Linked DNA regions of Mus musculus: region 1 is linked to region 2. The links are chromatin contacts, called in public promoter capture Hi-C maps. All regions are on one chromosome and are shown on one strand. Each heading gives the region's core, a stretch centred on a gene start, on an enhancer-like site or on the middle of the called end of the contact. The rest is flanking DNA. Distances are from core to core; before and after follow the strand shown. Region 1 holds the start of Ndufa5 (NADH:ubiquinone oxidoreductase subunit A5). Region 2 holds the start of Bet1 (Bet1 golgi vesicular membrane trafficking protein).

Region 1 (2,700 bases), core at 128-2,627, about 20 Mb before region 2:
GGACAATTTTACTCATTAATTTTGTTGAACCTCTTTCTGAACAAATGGTATGAGAGAAAATCTCCAAGTGGTTAACTTAATGACTCAAACAGGCCTAGTTAGGTTTTGGAGAGGGGTGTAAACTGTCTGGTTTGGCATTGTTATCACTTCTGGTACAAGCCAGGAATGATAAGTTATGTCCCTTCGGGCAAATGTCCTCACCATTACCTGGGCACCAAGACACTCTCTTTCAGTTGTTTCTCCTAGTTTTGTTTGTTTGTTTGTTTTTGTTGTTGTTTTGTTTTCCTCTGTTGAATCAGAACCCTGGATTTCATTAACTACCTAATTTTGTTAAGATGGAACCTCTCACGATAAAGCCTCTAACCACTGAGAAGCAGAACCACAGGCTCCAGCTCAGGTTGGAGGTTAGAGGGCCTGAAGAGCAAATTCTGTAAGATGTAGTAGGTCGAGAGCTTGGCTCTAGTTCTCCTGCCTCAAACTCCTCTCTGGCATTTTCAAACTTTCCTAAAATCCGCCTTTCCTAGAACTGGGACATTTACTCCTCTGGGTCGGCCATACAGTGCACTTCTACCACCTGCGAACCCAGAACATTCTATTCTTGCAATGTTTGTTAATGCATTCCTAGATCCCCTTCTGATATCACAGATGCCACGGGATGTGTCCCTTTATAGCGAATTCTACTGTCTCTAGCTTAGAATACCACTAGCAAGCTTTCATTCAGTGTGGCCCTCTACAACAGGTTGGTTCAGAAATCTACTTATTTTTGTACCGCATGGAAGCAATCCGTTTTGTAGTACCTCATAGCCTGGATCAGTCAAGTCTGTCTACTCTCGATGTCTTTAGCAAATACTGCCATGCAGACGCTTGAATCCAAAGTTACAAAGAACACATGCATCTTTTATAAAGCCATGATTCCACATTCTAGAACACACTCAACAATGACAGATGTTCTTGGGATCTGGAGGGACAGAGAACAGGGACTATGACCTCATAAACACCCACTGGAACAAAGACTACGACTTCATAACCTTTCATTCATCAGTCTCCTCAAGAGAAAACGGATGCATCAGATGGTTAATTCCACTTTATAATTTCCACTTATGAGTATGCATTCACACACGTGGAGGGAAAGCATTCTTCATGGTGCTCAGGCCTGCTTCCACCCTCATTTCCATAACCTGAGGAAGTCCGGGTAAAATAGCAGTCGAAGGCTGAGCAAAATCAAAGTCCCTGCAGTGACTACGTTGCAAGTTTTTCCGTAGCGTAGCGCTTTTCTTAACCTTTAGTACTCAGAGACGTCAGTCGGTCTCTACTACACCAAAGCCCTGCGTGGAGCCGCTTGTGTGAGCTGCGCAGGCGCAAATCTACCTCTCCTAGGTGGGCGGGAGCTGCCCCTACCCAGCCCGAGCGGTTGGAGCCAAGAGTGTTCTTAGGTGACTCAGGGGCAGCATCGACGCTCGATTGAGCGGGCTTGGGAAAGGTTCCCAGAGGGCTGTGCGCTGGAGGCGCTGGACGCTGTCATGGCGGGCTTGCTGAAAAAGGTGAGCGTGTGGAGGTCACCGTGATGCTGCGAATGGGGACCGTAGGCAGCCGCGTCTCCCTCATCGGTGGGCAGAGACGCTAAGAGGAGGGGTTGGGGGAGTGTTCCGCTGTCCTGGCAGGGGGCGACAGGGTGCGTAGTTGTGTCGGGAGGGTCGGCTAACCAGGGGATTACGGTAAACATCACGGTCCTGTTTTGTCTCTGCACAGACAACTGGCCTGGTGGGGTTGGCGGTGTGCGACACTCCACACGAGGTAAGTGCGACTTTTTGTGTCGTCCTTCTCAAGCAAGACTGTGATCGACCGAACTTGCCCTTGCAAGATTAACGAGACCCCCGTGAGCTCTGGCCTCCGGGGCAGCGCTGAGCTTCGCTGACCCCGTGGCATCCTTTTTGCAATGCCTCCTTTTGCCTTCGCCGTGACCTCTTAATTAAGACGCGTTTCTTCACGGCATTCTCTTAGCGTCAGTGGTGTGGAGTATTCTCAGCTCCCTTCAGAGTCGCATTTTCATTTTCCATCCTTTCCCTACCGACATTTCTGCCTTGCCTTTCGCACACTGGCTGACCCTGTCGTCCTCATGGTTGCCTCCTTCGGTATCCATTGGGGAAACATAAACAACAACCAAGACCAAACAAACCTAAACAAAACCACTGTGATTTATCCCCCCTTTCAGCAATTGCACCATTTCTTTCCTTCCCGTCTACACACATAACTCGAAAGCGTTGTCAGTGCTCACTGTCTCTTACTCCTTGAGTACACTTAAGCGAGGCCCAAACTTTTTTTTTTTAAGGAGTTACCAGTGATGCTAAATTTGCTAGTCAGTTCACATTTCTCGTAATTGTACCGAAAGTGGCATTGAAAATATCCTTACGTTTATTTATTTGTGTGCATGCCAGTGTTTGTCCGTCAGAAAACAACTTTCTGAAGTTGGCTCTCTCCTTGCACCTTGTAGATCCTGGGGATCTTTCAGGTCACGGGGCTGTTGGCAGGCACCTTTGCCCTCTGTGCCCTCACATTGACCCAAGTGAAGCATTTTTGACACTCTTGATAATCTGCATTAAGTACTTTGTTTACTGGATGTCAGAGCTTCGAAGTTTCTTAGTTTGGGATTTTTGTTTGTTTGTTTTATTGTTTATTGTTTCTTTCCCCCTAATTATTTGC
Region 2 (2,700 bases), core at 190-2,689:
TATATCTTTCTGTCACATCAATCTCATTCATATATTCCCATTTCTTTCCTCTTCTTCTATGAATTATGACCTTGAATAATCAAAAAATGTTTCCTAAGACAAATGCAAGTTTATGGTTATGCAGCCAATGTAGTGACCCTGTGCCCTTGCTCAAACCCCCACACTTGTTTGGTGTGCCTCATTGTTCTGAAACTCTTAATAATTTTTGTCTTTGATCTTGTATCATGCAAATGAAGTCTAATGGCATAATATAACATGCTCATGTGCAAATGATATATTTGTAATAAGTGTTTTTATTGTTCTTCATTAATATGCTCTGGATTCTGATAGCCCTCTGACTCATCAAATTTTGCAAGATATTAAAAGCTACAAGGTGAAGATGGCATGTTTATGCTCGAGTATGAACACTTATAGTTCCCATAGTCACATGTTGTACTTGAATAAGAACTTGTGATAAAATCATCAAGGATCTTTGTTATATCCCCATACTCATCTCACATTCTGTATTAGTTGAATTGAAAATTATCACATAGCAATAGAAGCAAAGAAGGCGGAACTTAGACTCTTTCTTTCAGCCATCAAACCACAGTAAGCTGAGGGCAGAGTGTTAGTGCAATGTGTTTCTATTATGAAGTATAATGTGTGTAGTGAGGTGGTTCAGCAGCTAAGGGTACTTGCTGCATATGTAGCAGAGGATGGCTACATGCTCCATGGAAACAAGTATGAGGTATTTGTGTGTACGTTTTAAAAGCTCTAAGTAGGGTGGAGTGTTTAAAAGCTAAATATCACAGTTCTTTCCAGACTTAGATCAAATGCGTTAGGAAGCTGAGACTCCCCACTTCCCTACCCGGAAGTTCTACTGCAAGGATACATACATACATACATACATACACACACACACACACACACACACACACACACACACACACACATATATATATATATATATATATGTGTATATATATATATATTTTTTTTTAACTATTCCACTGGGCAGGATCAGGAAGGAAGAGGATTGATTTTCCTTTCCTGCTAAGAGGCTCAGACAGTAAGATGAGACTCTGTTTGAACAAAGTTTGCACTGACTTTCTCACCTCTGACTTTGGGTGAGCGGGAGTGCAAGGGAAAATCATGAAAGAGTCAACCATCATCCCGGCTAGGGAGGGGTAACTCTCCCAGGTTAAAGTTGGCACTAACATCAAAAAGTGCCATACTAAAAGTTCTGGATTAAGTAATGACCCAGAATAACAGGACTAGAGCCCCAGCAGCTGTCGCTGCCCTTCCGGAAGCCCCGCCCATTCCAGGCATTGTTCCTACCACGCCCCTCTTACCCAGTGCCCCAGAAGACGGAAAACTACATTTCCCAGAATGCAACTAGTAATCGCATTTCAGGACGCCTATATGTGTCCGAGTGACGACATAAACCGGCGCGGTGTTTAGACTTTACTGATGTCGTGGCGCTCTGAGGCAAAAAGTTGTTGCTCTTAGGAGCCCTGGGACTGAAGCCGAGGTCGGGTGACCCTGGCCCTTTCCTACTCACTCCTCCTTGCCCGCCTTTCCCTCTCCTGGCAGGATGAGGCGTGCAGGCCTGGGTAAGAACAGTGCTGAGGTTCGAAGTTTGGGGACCCTAGGACCTGCTGAGTCGGGAGCAGGGTTGTGGGAGGAGACTACCGGCCCTCTGTCAATGACTTTGGTGTTCAAAAGCGAGTTATTTGGGTTCTTTGGAGAAGGTTCTCTTCCTGTGTCCTAGTTCCGAACGGTTTCCTGAAGTTGTATTTAGACAAAAGTTTAAACCTATATGCTAGGTTGCACAGAGCGGTGAATTGGTTAGCATAAGTTTTTCTTTTTCTATGTGCTAGTTTGGGGAGTAACCCAATTTCCCAAGCCTTGCTGTTTCCTTTGCTTTACTCATTCTGGATCTTAACTTTTTTTTTTTTTTTTTAAGAAATGACATTTGGGGAGTAGTAAGCTTTAAGCCCACTAATAATGATGCGTTAGTTTGATAACCGTGAGTTACAAAGGTGAATTTACGTGTCCTTATTGTTAAAGTGCCTGTTATGAAAGGTCTGGGTCAAAGGCGAGTTACTTGGAACACTTCTGACCTAGACCTTGTCCCACTGCTAAGGCAGTAGATGTTGGTTTTGATGACTTAAATGGGTCAGGGGAAGGAATAGCTTAGTAATAACTGAAGTTCTTTCTCTATTAGCCATGTCTTAAAGAAGGAAGGGCAGAATGCTTGAAAAAAATGTGTGAAATATTAAAAAGGATGTTGCTGTTCTGGCAGACATTGGAATAGTAAAAAAAAAAATAGTTTTTAAAAATTTGAGGTGTTAAAGCCAGTGAATGGACAAACACTTAAAGTTAGGTATGAAAACTAAAGCCTCTTTTGCAACTCATAATTCACGGCTTGTTATGGGTTTTGATTATGTAAGAAGGAACACAATATTCATGACAGTGCAGAGACATGGTAGTAGTTTCAATAAGGTTGGTTATAGGAATAGAATGTGTGGACTTTAAAACCACTGAAAAATAAGGGCCTTGAATGGTGTCAGTAATATAGATTGACAGGGTTGTCAATAAGTAGTTGCATGTGAAGAAGTTGTAAATTTAGTTTTATGAATCCTTTCAGTCATTGAAAGAAATTAGTTCATCTCAAATAACCTAAAGAACTATTTTCAAACATGATTAGTCATATATGCC

The links. Promoter capture Hi-C pulls out the DNA fragments that hold promoters and counts their contacts.
Region 1: a promoter capture Hi-C map of cranial neural crest shows a contact between it and region 2. The contact joins the promoter of Ndufa5 here to the promoter of Bet1 in region 2. A contact is called at or near these places in 1 of 39 promoter capture datasets (cranial neural crest) and 1 of 484 Hi-C or Micro-C datasets (CD4 T cells).

What each region holds. Positions count from the first base shown.
Region 1 is chr6:24,526,367-24,529,066 of GRCm38.p6, reverse strand. Ndufa5 (NADH:ubiquinone oxidoreductase subunit A5) reads left to right here and starts at 1,377. Exons shown (of 5, transcript NM_026614.3): 1 at 1,377-1,541; 2 at 1,750-1,794. The coding sequence starts at 1,521. Asb15 (ankyrin repeat and SOCS box-containing 15) reads right to left here and starts at 923. Exons shown (of 10, transcript NM_080847.3): 1 at 798-923.
Region 2 is chr6:4,085,669-4,088,368 of GRCm38.p6, reverse strand. Bet1 (Bet1 golgi vesicular membrane trafficking protein) reads left to right here and starts at 1,439. Exons shown (of 4, transcript NM_009748.3): 1 at 1,439-1,592. The coding sequence starts at 1,574.